Linked DNA regions of Danio rerio: region 2 is linked to region 1. The links are chromatin contacts, called in public HiCAR-type maps. All regions are on one chromosome and are shown on one strand. The core of a region is the stretch at or near the end of the contact, and the rest is flanking DNA. Distances in the headings are between cores, read along the strand shown. Region 1 holds the start of xrcc2 (X-ray repair complementing defective repair in Chinese hamster cells 2). Region 2 holds the start of LOC560947.

Region 1 (7,197 bases), core at 1,537-4,036:
GTACTATCCCATTCAATCATAAGCGATGTCACTGAAACTGGCTAACGCTAAATCTTGATTAGTACTTCTTTATCAACATTAAGCTAGATCTGTATATGACCATCTTATACGGATCTTGTGTTCATGTTTTTCTGCATAAATAGTTAATGGTTTCCAGCTGGTGATAAATACTAAAGCATACGTTCAAATATATAAATAATAATATAAATATAATCATTTTTATGTGAAGTGATTTAAGGTTATCAGATGTACCTGTGCTCCATTCTCAGCCATCCTGACTCGTGCTGTCATTTCGTTGCTTTTCGCGCAGTTATTTCATAAATCTATTTCCTGGTAAATAAACGCGAGACCACACTTCAAAATAAAGGTCCCATTATATCCTACACGCTAACGTTAGTTCTGAAACTAAATTTATAACTTTGTAATATTTTATAGTTGGAGTATTTTGCATAAATAAAAATATGCTACAATTTTATTTAGAGATTAAACGTTAAATTGTAGCTACACTATTAGTGGAAAATCATATACACGTGTATGTTTACATCGGGCTCTCATACATAAAGTACTATTTTATAATGGCATAGGACTATCTGCAAATAATAAACCTAATAATAAAAGCTAGTAAACAATGCGATATATATATATATACATTACAAAGAGAACAACAGATCAATATGTCAAAGTTAGTATAAAGTGAGTAAAATAATACACAGTATGACTTTAAACATGCATCTCATAATGTAAAATTAGGATCGACTGCCACCTAGAGTTTAACGTTAGCCTTCAGAAATGTTTATTCTGGGCTCAGTACAAATGAGTACACCCCCTTTTAAAATTTTGTATTTTTAGCCATTTTTTTTTTTCAAGTGAATATAGTCACTAATTTGTTTAATAATTTAGGTTTTTATAATTAAACAGTTACATCCATTAAAATAAGAGTTTGGTCACCTAACGTATTTAGGAAGACAAATATCATACAGTACATTATTCAAATTAATTATTGCAATTTTTTTTACAAACTACACAATTACAATAATACAATTTAATTTGTTTTATGTGTTCTATATTTATCATTTTTAATAAAACAGTATTTAATATGTTTTCCCCATTATTTTGGTTGTACAAAGTTTTGGGCTGTGATCTTAATTTCTATTTTTTGTTAGTTTAGTTCCAGTTTTGTCTTTGATGCTGACTAATCTAATATATATGCACAAATATATAATTTTAAAGGGAGAACATACAAACTCCACACAGAAATGCCAACTGACACAGCCGAGGCTTGAACCAGTGACCTTCTTGCTGTGAGGCGATTATGTTTCCCACTGCGCCACCAGGTTGTTCCATAAAATAAAATAAAATAAAATAAAATAAAATAAAATAAAATAATAAAATGTAAAGAAATATCTACTGTTCCTTGATAAATGATTAAATTTATATACCAAGCAGGCCCATAGCTAGCCTGGTGAAAGGGATGGTCCTTTTTTTAAAAAAGTGGCTTGGTCCCTTTCTTAATCTGGGGTTGCCACAGCGGAATGAACCGCCAACTTATCCAGCATATGCGTTACGCAGCAGATGCCCTTCCAGCTGCAAACCATCTCTGGGAAATTTTATAAAATTATGAGATTTAAATACTGCATTTAGTAACATTTTAAGCAATATTTTAGCTGAATTAGCTTGTCAGATGGTCATCATAACCACACTTTTTTGATATGTCAAAAATATTTCCCAAAGATTTACATTAAAGAAATGTAAACTAATACTTATTTTTAAATACATATTATTTACATCATACATCATTAGAAAAAAATTGGAATCTGTTAAAAACTTAAATAAAAACTGTAGTCTATTGTCATTTATTAGGCAAATAGCAATAACAACAACAACTGGCCAGCACATTCAACTTTCCTCAGTCCATTTGAAAAGCAAAATAATTAAATATTTAATATATTATTAACATAATAATAATGTAGAGCTTCACAATTTTTCTAGCCTCTCCTGTAAAGAACGTACAGCCTACATTTGAAAATGATGGATAACAACAATGGCCGAAATAGTATTCAAATCATTTTCAATATGAGCCGCTTTACTTTTTATTGCTCATTTTTTTATTTGTTTCCAAGATTTAGAAAAAAGTTACTTGTAAAATGTTTTCTCTGTTTAAAAACATAGCGAAAGAAGACTTCTCTGACGCCAGATTGTAAAGTGAAAACATTTGTTTATTGGCTGAAACTGATTAGCTAAGTCAAACCGAAGCGGCAGCCAATTCCGCTTGGTATTAAACCCTTTTTTGAATGGGTTATTTTCAATATTTATCATGGCATAAAAGTCAAAATAGGACAAATGAGCTCATGAATGAAGCAATTCTGGACCTTTATCAGTGAGTGGTGGTCTTCCAAACCACCCGAACCCCCATATACGTTCATCTCACTGTAAACAAGAGGCAAGTAAACAAATCATAATGCGCCATTCGCTCTGTTCAGGCAGTTTGCTAGCTCATGAAATTACGGAGCCTACTACGGCGAAAGTTATGGTTATGAATATTAATTACGCCGTGTTTACGTTACTCAGTAGTCTTCCAGTTAGCGAACGTTTTACATTTGTGCTGGCGGAGGCTTGGCTCATGATGAATATTAATAAGCTCTCCTTTACCATAGTAGGGTTCGTATTTTCGCTGACAGGCAGACCTTGTGGACCATGATGAGGCAGCGCGAGTGGATCCAGCATGTTTCTATTTTTTGCCTTCCCTTTGACTCGGGAAGCACTCGCGAAAAATAACTCTGCAAAGCATTATCGTGGGATAATTTACACCGTTTTAAAGGTATACCTGACAAGCCTGTTAACGACACATGGTTTGTGTGACGTCGTTTTTGTTGTGACATGCTGTTGTGTTTGTGTGCTTGAATGTTACGTTAGTGCTGGTGATGGCAGCAGCTCGGCCCCCTCCATGCGTGATTGACTGCGGGACAGGGTGAGTTTGTTTACAGTCACCGAATGTGTTTATATGCCTGGTGGATATAGCAAGGCTTTAAAAAAATATTGTGTCTCTTTGTTGTTGCTGACTAAATAATATTTTTTGACTATATATGTGCCTCTGTATCAATATTATATGTTTGATATACGTCACTACACAATTAATAGTAAATACTGCACTCTTAAGTTTTTTAATTGGAGTTAAAACATTGGTATTGTGGGCTATTTTATAAAACATGGATAACACATTACAATACGGTTGTATTATTTAATGTAGTGCAATGCATTTACTACAACGAACAAGTAGCATTATTAAGTATTCATTTATTATTAATTATGATATATTAATTATAATAATGATTTATTTATCCTTGTTAACATTAATGGAAATATAGTTTTCCATTGTTAGTTCGTTTTAACAAACAAGTTATTAGTTACCTAACAAGCATGCATTTTGATTTTAACAATGCATTAGTACATGTTGAACTATAATTCATTAAAGCTATAAGAGTTATTCATAATTAGTGTGTGGTAGTAAATACATTAACATTAGCTAATGTTGAATAAAATATGGAAACAAAAACTAAAACAAAATATGTCAGAGGGTGGCACGGTGGTTCAGTGGTTAGCACTGTCGCCTCACAGTAAGATGGTCGCTGGTTCGAGTCGCAGCTGGGCTAGGTGGCATTTCCGTGTGAAGTTTGCATGTTCTCCTCGTGTTTGCGTGGGTTTCCTTCGGGTGCTCCAGTTTCCCCCACAGTCCAAAGACATGCGCTATAGATGAATTGGGTAAACAGAAATTGGTTATAGTAAAAGTGTGTGTGTGTGTGTGTGTGTGTGTGTGTGTGTGTGTGTATGTGTGAGAATAAGAGTGTGTATGTGTTTCCCAATACCAAGTTGCAGCTGAAAGAGCATCCACTGTGTTAAACATATGGTGGAATAGTTGGTGGTTCATTCCACTGTGACGACTTCTGAAGTAGAGACAAAGCTGAAGGAAAATGAATGAATGAAGGAAAATAAATGCAGTCTGGTTGAACATAAGGGACTTCTTTCAGAAAAATTGACCAATTCAAAAATATTCCACACCTTTAATTGATACTGTTAAACTATGATTAGTACTTCAGTTATTAATATTTTTTAATGTCTAGTGATAACTTCAGTCCTGTAAAACATAAAATTTTTTAAATATTTTTAAAATGAGTGTCTATTATTTCTAACACAAACAATTTATTACAGTATTTATTCATCTTTATTAACCTAATTAAAATAAAGTTCATTAGTTCATTAACTCGCAGTGCATTAACTAATGTAATCAAGCACAACTTTGGATTTTGATAATACATTAACTATGATTGAACTATGATTAATAGATGCTATTCAAGATCATTTGTTTGTACAAAGTTCAAATGCATTAACTAATGGACCCTAATTCAAAAGCTTTACCAAAACAACTAATGCAGACACAGCTGTCTTGATAATGCATCTAGTATTTTCATATGATAAATAAAGAGGCTCTTATAAGCTTGGCTTCTATAGGAAGCAAAGAAATATGCATGATATGCTTTTCTGCATGATTTATGTTTTCATCTGAAATATTTCGGTCTTGTTTACTTGGCTGCCACTTCGAGATATTAATCAGGTGCGTTAAAGCTAAATAATAAACTACCACAGCTCTTATTTGATTAATAGACAGATGATGTACTCGCTGGAAATACTGATTGAAAATGACAAAACTAAAAGACTTTACCACACTCAATCTGGTTCATTCATCTGATTCATGATGATGATTATATACTGTTCTTCTTCATCAGGTACACCAAGATTGGTTATGCTGGAAACACAGAGCCCCAGTTCATCATGCCAACTTGTAAGCTGCCTGCTATTTTAAAGGAATAGTGCACCAACACAATTAAAATGCACTTATTATTTACTCAGTCCTAGGTAGTTCCAAACCTTTAAGAGTTTCACAAAAGAACTATTGACTTCCATAGTAAAAAAAACAAACAATCCGTTGGAAGTCAGTGATTACAGGTTTTCTGTGTTCTTCACAATATCACAGAAAGTATTCAGACCCCCTTACATTTTTCAATCTTTGTTATACTGCAGCCATTTGCATTTGTTCCTCATTAATGTACACACAGCACCTCATATTGACAGAAAAACATAGAATTGTTTATGTTTATTTAGATTTATTAAAAACAAAAACTGAAATATCAGCTGGGGTCTGTTCTTCGTAGCTCGCTTAAATAATCTAAGATGATTTGGCAGATCCTGGATCTTTTAATCTTGATAACTGATCTCTGGCTAATTTGGTTCTTCAAACAGGTTTGTGAATCAGATTAAAATGTCTGGATGAACTGATCTGAGATCAATGCGTGTGTTGTGAAGGACTGATCTATCGATCCTCGAAATCATGATCAGCAATGCAACGATTGGCTGACGGCACAGCAGCGTAATGACATCATCTGATTAATATTCAATTATCCATGTGAGCTAAATTACATAAAATTCATTGAAAACGGTTTGTTAAATATTACACGCAATAACTTTACACCTTGTTGTGGGCTGCATGATTGGCCCTTTCATGTGTCAAGAGCAGTTTATTCAGTTTTACAGTTAGAGTGGATTTTCCGTATTATAGTACCCATAGTAGTATTATTGTAGCCGTTTTGTTTTTTATCAGTGTAAAGAATAACTGGATGTTTACAAAAGCATTTTGATATTGGTGAAGGCTTCTGCAACTGTTATGAAGCATCAAATCACCGTCATATTAACTGTCAAAACATGTTTATGACTGCATAAATGTATTATTGCTTTTAAAAAGTCACATATTGTGCATTTCTACTATCATACACAAATTGTACTAAAGTGATCTAAAAAGTTCATATCAATAAGTTTTTTTCTTTGCACCACCAGGTGGCAGTCTTTGTACTTTCATTTCAGGGTTGCAGATTGCATACGTTTTCTAGTATGGGTAACTGCAGTCTGGAGCAATGGGCGTGGCAAAAGGTGGGGGCGGAGTAAAAGGTTTTTCATTGGTCAGGTTTTTTTCCGGTAGGGGCGTGGCAAAAGGTTTTTCATTAACAGATAACTTTATTTATTTTATTAATAACTATAACTTTATATAGTTTTTAAAAAAATTGTATTTTCCCAAGTGTATATTACTACTACTGTTAAAAAAATATCAGAATTCGGTACATACTTTCTGTATTATCTTTGCTTGAACTGAGCCGATCTAATTATGTTTATATGAATTAAACCTGCTTCCTACCAGGTTTGAGCTAGCAGAACTGTTGCTATGAAAACAACTCTCCGATCAGTTTTGATTAGAATTGATCCTGGATCATGTCAAATCGTCAATAACCAAATCCAGCTAACTGAGTAATCCACGTACGAAGAACGAACCCCTGGTCCTAAGTATTCAGACCCTTCGCTCAGTATTTAGTAGAAGCACCCTTCTGATCTAATACAGCCATGAATCTTTTTGGGAAAGAAGCAACAAGTTTTTCACACATGGATTTGGCCATCGTTTGCCATTTCTCCTGGCAAATCTTCTCCAGTTCTGCCAGGTTGGATGGTAAATGTTGGTGGACAGCCATTTTTAGGTCTCTTCAGAGATGCTCAATTGGGTTAAAGTCAGGGCTCTGGCTGGGCCATTCAAGAACAGTCACAGAGTTGTTGTGAAGCGTCTGCTTTGCTTTTTTAGCTGTGTGCTTAGGGTCATTTTCTTGCTGGAAGGTAAACCTTTGGCCCAGTCTGAGGTCCTGAGGACTCTAGAGAATGTTTTCGTCCAGGATATATTCATCTTTCCCTTGATTGCAACAAGTCGTCCTGTCCCTGCAGCTGAAAAACACTCCCACAGCATGATGCTGCCACCACAGTGCTTCACTGTTGGGAGTGTATTGGACAGGTGATGTGCAGTGCCTGGTTTTCCCCACGCATACCTCTTAGAATTAAGGCCAAAAAGTTCTATCTTGGTCTCATCAGACCAGAGAATCTTATTTCTCACCATCCTGGAGTCCTTCAGGTGGGCTTTCATGTGTCTTGCACTGAAGAGAGGTTTACGTTGGGCCACTCTGCCATAAACCTGTGACTGGTGGAGGGCTGCAGTGGTGGTAGAGTTTCTACAACTTTCTTCCATCTCCAGACTGCATGTCTGGAGCTCACCCACAGTGATCTTTGGGTTTTTCTGTACCTCTCTCACCAAGGCTCTTCCCTGGTAGCTCA
Region 2 (7,197 bases), core at 3,008-5,507, 230 kb before region 1:
GTCTCTCAGGTTCATTCTGTTGCTGCTGCTCAGGTTGTGGTTCAGGGATCTGATTTTGTCCCCTACTGGCCACAACCTCCACATGCTGCAGGTTCTGATGAGGCATCTGATTCACAAATGCTTCATCCTGCTGGAGACAAAGACAAAATCATGTTGCTCAACAGATTTACAGACAAGCTGAAGATCTGTCAACTCAAACTTCTATATGTGGAATCTATGATTTAACAATGAATCTACCAAAACGCTGTAAATATTTATGCACACACACACACTGAGTTGATTTACTCAATAGAACTTCATATAAAAGCTTGACAGTTTTCTGCACAGGCCTGTCTAAAGGGTTAATAGAGCAAACTAATGATCAACAGTAAAATGTTTCCTCTTCTCAACTGAGAAAGCCACCAACAATCAAGAATACATGATTACTTGCTGTCAAGGCTTTACAATCAAAAGTGTCATTATAATGAAGGTCAATGGGGCAAAAACAGCCACTAACATAATGAAAGGGTAATAACAATACACAAGAGTTAAAGAGAACATTTGAGCATATTTAAAAGCATTAGTGTTGGGTAAAAAAGTCATATATGACCATCTTAATCTAAAAAAATGCAGATATAACATATTTTTTACATCACCTACTTTAAAAAGTAACTAAGCAACACATTTATTTACTTTTTTCCAGCACTGATAAGCAGATTGATGCTTGATTTTTTTGGGAAACAATCCTGGAAAAGTACATTCAGTGTAGACTCTTTTTTTAATTCTAAGACTGACTAACCTGTTCTCTCATTCTTCTGAGAGGACGAGCAGACTGAAGACCACGCAGAACCCCACGGACTCTTCGGTTCACTACTAAGTCTCTCTGCTGGGGTCTCTCAGGTTCATTCTGTTGCTGCTGCTCAGGTTGTGGTTCAGGGATCTGATTTTGTCCCCTACTGGCCACAACCTCCACATGCTGCAGGTTCTGATGAGGCATCTGATTGACAAATGCTTCATCCTGCTGGAGACAAAGACAAAATCATGTTACTCAACAGATTTACAGACAAGCTGAAGATCTGTCAACTCAAATTGCTACTGTGAAGTCTATGATTTAACACTGAATCTACCAAAACCCTAAGTGAGTGTATTCAGACACACACACTGTGATTTGTTGATTTACTCCATAAAACTCCATATAAACATTTGGAAACCTTTTTTTGCACAGGCCAGTAATATCAACGCAATAATATAATATAATGCAAATATAACTCATTTGTCACATGACTTGCTTTTAAAAGTAACCAAGTAACACATTTAGGGCTTTTTCCAACACTAATTTTTAATTCTAAGACTGGGTAAAACAGAAAGCAGGAACTAACCGGTTCTCTCATTGCTTTGGGAGGAAGAGCAGGCTCAAGACCAGACAGAAGCTCACGGATTATTTCGTTCACATCTGTCAGCTGAGGTCTTTCAGGTTGTGGTTCAGGGATTCGATTTTGTCCCCTACTGGCCACAACCTCCACATGCTGCTGCTTCTGAAGAGGCATTTAAATATAATTATATAATATAATTATTCTTTAAGCTGTTGGAGACAAAGACAAAATCATGTTACTCTGAACAGATTTACAGACAACCTGAAGATCTGACAATTTAAACTTCTATATGTGGAGTCTATGAATGAAGCAGGTTCTAGATAAATCATGTGTTGATCTGTGAGCTTTTAAATGATGGCTGCAGATAATAGTATACTCGGTGTGGGGTGGTCAACACTGGTTGTTTTAAAACTATTGAACATCTCCCAATCTCAATTTTCAAATGTTCACTACTGTATAGACTAAAATCTCCACCCAGTAACACTGAGTATAACTAAAAGGAAGCAGGAACTCACCCATGCCTCTCTTATCTGCTGCAGAGTCGGAGACCGGCGACACCTCGAAACTCTTCGAAGTCTTTTATAATCTTTAGGCTCTGCTGAAACCATCTGAAACATGTATCCGTTGCCCTATCGAAAAAAAACAAACAGATTAATTAAATACTCAGAACTTAATAGCCCAGTTTAAAGCTTCCTTTAATTAATATTCTGAAGATAAGTGAAAGCGAGAGGCAGTAGTGACTTACAGGACACACAGGTGGGCCCAAAGCTGGCTCAGCAGGCGTGGGGATTTGATTTCCGTAGCCCGGGGTGTCAGACTCGGCATACACAGGAGCTCCAGGCTGGCTCTTGAGGACTGGGGATGTGGTGGGTTCCCTGTTCTCAGGCACAGAAGCTCCTGGTGATGTTTCTGGTGCCTCCAAAAACGGCACTGAGGAGATGTCAACCTGAGGCTCCTCAACAGGGCGCTCAGCCACCATGATGGCCCCTGCAGCGAGGGCAGTGGCGAGCTCACCTGAGGCCTCAGTGACGGAGGACGCATCTGCTGTCTCTGCTGGACCAGACGCAGAAAACTCGTCCTGTTGAAGAATCAGACATAATCTTAAGTCAGTTTAATATATTATGAGTTAATTTGACTCAGGTTAACTTGATTTTGCTTTTTCGTTTTATTAATATTTCATTTTTTGTAAGTTACCTCCACAGTTTGACTCTGGTGATCTGAAGTGAAGTCAAACTGACGCTCCTCATCGATGGGGTGTAACACCTCCATGATAGCCCACCAGCGGCCGGTGGAGAGGGCCGTGGCGAGCTCTTCTGCGCTCTCAGGTGACAGAGAGGCAGGAATCAGGTTGGAAAGATGGTTGAAATCAATGGTCGACATGCTGGTGACAAACGCAATGACGAAACAGAAGAAGTAGAAGATCGATAGACACTGATGACGATGGCAAACACACAGTAAAGCACTGTGAAACAAAGAAATGAGATTAGTAAATAATAAAAAGCTTCTGAACAGTTTGTATTCTCTTAAAATAACCAAAACACACAGTAATCATGAAAATTACAGCATTAGGGGAGAGCAAGGATGAAAGTAACATGGGAAAACCCTGACAACATTTGCTTTCCAGGCTATAACAGCACAAGCCTTGATGGAGCTGCCAAATATCAACTGATTTTAGGACTGTGTCCTGCGGTTAGGTCTGAATTTCAGCTTTTAAGAGCAGAATTCATATCAGTTCTTTTTTTTAACATTACCAAGATCATAGTCAAATATATTTCAAATAAACAAGATTAAGCCAGTAAATCCAGCAAATATTGTGTTACTTCTGACCCACCCAGTAACAATCTGCAACTTTTGTTTGACGTGAAGTTACAGTATTGAAGTTGTTCTACATTGATACAAATTAACAGCTGGTCTGGACAGAGTTAGTTACCACAACAAACATTTAGTTTTGTTAATTAGGTTTTTACATTCAAATGTTGCTTTCATCCCCGCTTAAAACACCCACTGTATAGCATTGTGAATGTGTATTTCACTGCGTGTAACGTTAGTTTAAATCAATAGCTGCTTTTCAACTGCCCGGCCTGTAAAGACCTATACCTCCGGTCACCGCCAGGGTTTTTGGTCTGCCAGACACCTTTAACCAAAACCGGACAGCGGAAAAGCGGCTATGATACAATATTTGAGCTAAAAACAGCATGTTTTCTGAAATATTAAACATTTTTAACAGAAAAAACAGATTTATTAACATAAAAAAGTTAAAGAGCACAGAGTAAAATGTACTTACGATCATTCGACAACTCGGTATGATGTAAAAAGTAGAACACTCCAATATATCTGAACGTTCCGAAATAACCATGACGACGGCGCGGGGGAATCTATTACATCACTACAGTATGTGTAGTTATAGCTGAAGTGGTCATTAACACAATATATGCTTTTAAATGAGTTTATATTGATGCATTTCCCATTTCTTGTAATATTTGTATAGCATGAAGTACATTCAAATAAATTTATATTCATTTTAAAACATGTTGTGCGTATTTTTTTCTTTAAAAAATTTAAAAACAAAAACATTGCAAAACATTTACAGAACATTTACTGCTAAAACATCTAAAGCTAATACCATATTTTAAGAAAAAACAATACAATAAAATACTACAACTAATAATTACAATATTAATAGTTTAGAGGTACATAAGTTGTGAAATTGAATAGAAGACATGCATTCTGTTGCTCTACTCACTATTTTTTATTAGTGTAATTCTTTATTGCCGCCAGTAACCTCTTTTATTCCGTGATGTGACGGTTATTCTATAGTTAATTGCATTTAAGAGAATATCTTCAATAAACCGTTTGTAAGAGCTTAATATGCACGTTTGAGTTTGAGCTTTGGTCGCATGTACACAGTTTTGGCCAGCAGGTGTCGCCAGCAGGTGGAGTTTTCAATGCTTGCAAACAGTGAATTATTTTAGTGAAGTAATTCAATTGTAGTCCAACTTACTCACCTCTCTGCATATCCAGCTCTTCATCAGGGGTCACCACGGTGAATGATACACAACCCTGGCACATGTTTTACCTGCTGACTCTAGAACAGTAGCCTACATACAATTAATGCAATGCCCACATTTATCATGCAGGTGGCCAATCTGAGACTCCAGTGTTTGTGTGTGTGTGTGTGTGTGTATGTGTGTGTGTGTGTTTTTCACTTTTTTGATATTTCATTCATTCATTCATTCATTCATTCATTCATTCATTCATTCATTCATTCATTCATTCAATTTATTCATTCATTCATTCATTCATCAATTGTGTATTCATGTTGTATATAAAGGTGTTAAAGAAAGGGAATTTCTGGAACAGAGCAGCACTGTAACATTTACTATAGTTAATTAAAATGTTCCTACATAGTGGCCACATATTATCATTTTGTTTCATGTTTTTGACAAAAATAAGGCAGACAGACCCCAAGTGTTGCTCAAGCACTGGTTATGTAATAAATAACACATTTAATGTTAGCTTCTTAGTTTCTTTTTGTAAATAAGATAATGTTTTGCTTAATAAGATTTCAATAATGCAAAATGTATTTATATCAAGCAGTCAAAACGTCATGCTCAGAATACCACACCAGGAAAACCCTGGATAATAATAAATCAAATTGCTCCAGTCCTTGATTCTGATTGGCTGAGCGGTGTTCTAGGCTGTTGTAAAATACCCCACAGACATGCAGTAATTGCAGCTTGGTAAGCATCTGATATCAGTACTAACTTGAGGAACTGTTTATTTGATCCGTTTCATTTTATAAATCATTTGATCTGACCAAAAGAGCCAGCGAGAGAGGGAGAGAGAGAGAGAGAGAGAGAGAGAGAGAGAGAGAGGGGAGAGAGAGAGAGAGAGAGAGAGAGAGAGGGGAGAGAGAGAGAGAGAGCTCCAAAAAGCTTTTAAGTTATTTATTTATTTAAAAAAAAAAAAAAAAAAAAACTAAATTAGAATTAAATTCAAAATAAAATGACTTTGGGCTTAAAGTGAGGATTTAGAAACAACAAAAATAAAGCAGAGAGCCAAAAGAAGCAACGGTTCAGTGAATTTAAAAGGGGGATTTATGTGGAGTGATGTACTGTACCATTATAAACTCACTATAAACCACAGCTTCATGCTTATTTCTTAACAGCAGCAAGGTTTCACACAAATAAAACACAAGAAATGAAACAAATAAAGGTTTCTTTGGCGCAATACTGAGAGCAGAATATTTACCAAAGCAAAAGCTGCAGAATCAAGGACAAACTCAGACTCAACGACATGAACTGTCCATTTTATAACTGAGATTTTGTTTGTAGTCGACTAAAAAGCCAATCACATGGCAGCAACTTAATGCACTTAGGCATGTAGACAAGGACAAGACGATCTGCTGCAGTTAAAACCGATCATCAGAATGGGAAAGAAAGGTGAACTTGGCATATATTTACATATGTGCCTCCCCTTAACAAGTGGGAGCACATATGTAAACCATTGTAATTCCTACAGCGTTCACCTGATTTGGATGTAAATACCCTCAAATTAAAGCTGACAGTCTGTAGTTAAAGCACATCTTGTTCGTTTAATTTCAAATCCATTGTGTTGGTGTATAGAGCCCAAAAAAATTAGAATTATGTTTATTTCCAAATATTTATGAACCTAACTGTAGTGTATATCACAGCAAAGCAAAATATTGCAATGTTATATTTTTCCAATATCGTATTATAAAATGTCATAATTAAAATGAACATGATGACCCCCCCCCCTCCCCCACCATAATGAACACAGAAAAGCAACATGATGTAAAATATTTTATTTTTGTAAATGTTTCTAAATCTTGATTCCACAAACTCCAAAACCCACACGTTGTATACTTCCAAAAAAAAGCTCTGTTTTAAACATCGGATACTACTATACAGGACAAAGAAAAAGACAAATACTGTTAAATGTCTGGATATTGTACAAGAAGGGGGAGAAAAGCAAATATCCAAGAACAAAATTTAATTACATCCAGTCATTGAGAAACTATGTACAATTGATTTATCCGAAAAATTGAAAAAATACATCATGCCATGTATATTACAAGCTCAGGACCGCGGAAGAATACCAACAACTGCAGTCCGCGTGAAAAAACTTCATCTCAAACCGGCCTGCAAAGTGCTACCACCAGGTTTGAATTATTCAGCTAATTGGAGTTTGTGACATCATATTGAGATTCTGACGTTTTCCACAAACTAAAAATAAACCCTCTCTCATCGGTTAAATGTAAACAAGAAAGAAGCGTACGTTACATTTTATGAAGCATGGAGTTTTCTGAACGTGAAAGGCATGGAACTTCATCTAGGCTGCAGAGAGTTAAGTAGAGCATTATTAAACGCATTATGGGTGGAAATTCACAGTGCACACTAATCTGATGAACAGAGTTAAGAGATTAATCGCCTCGGCATGATTGGTGCTCGTTCTCGATTGCGAAAATATATATAAAAATGCAAAAAAAAAAAAAAACGAAGGAAAGAGTTCTTCAAGTGGTCAGATCATTTTAGACAATATTGATTCTACATTCTAAATACAACAAAAATACTCTGAATTCTTTCATTTTTACAGATTCTGTACATCTTTATACAATACATAAACTCTCAAAATGATTTCTCCACATCCTTCTTAAATATATAGACTTTTTTTTTTCATCGTTTTTTTATTTTATTTTCTGTCGTTTTGTTGAAAACAAACAAAAGGTCACTCAGACAGCTATGATAAAGTTAAGGTAACATTTGGTCGAGTATTTAAAAACGTTTCATTATAGACGGATATTTACACATCGTATAAAGTAACA

What was found. HiCAR-type assays count read pairs that join an accessible place to other places.
Region 2: a HiCAR-type map of caudal fin shows a contact between it and region 1, with 11 times the contacts expected there. The contact joins the promoter of LOC560947 here to the promoter of xrcc2 in region 1. A contact is called at or near these places in 7 of 18 Hi-C or Micro-C datasets (caudal fin, embryo, hematopoietic stem cells and 2 more) and 1 of 4 datasets of contacts at active chromatin or transcription factors (caudal fin).

The regions. Positions count from the first base shown.
Region 1 is chr24:7,528,480-7,535,676 of GRCz12tu, reverse strand. xrcc2 (X-ray repair complementing defective repair in Chinese hamster cells 2) reads right to left here and starts at 2,786. Exons shown (of 3, transcript NM_001386478.1): 1 at 2,650-2,786. The coding sequence starts at 2,724. actr3b (actin related protein 3B) reads left to right here and starts at 2,912. Exons shown (of 9, transcript NM_001089556.1): 1 at 2,912-2,968; 2 at 4,782-4,837. The coding sequence starts at 2,922.
Region 2 is chr24:7,760,133-7,767,329 of GRCz12tu, reverse strand. It overlaps LOC560947, which reads right to left and starts at 4,257. Exons shown (of 10, transcript XM_073941487.1): 1 at 3,637-4,257; 2 at 2,547-2,814; 3 at 2,098-2,430; 4 at 1,868-1,981; 5 at 1,359-1,514; 6 at 779-1,000; 7 at 1-127. The coding sequence starts at 2,732. kmt2ca (lysine (K)-specific methyltransferase 2Ca) reads right to left here. Exons shown (of 59, transcript XR_012399697.1): 59 at 6,163-7,197.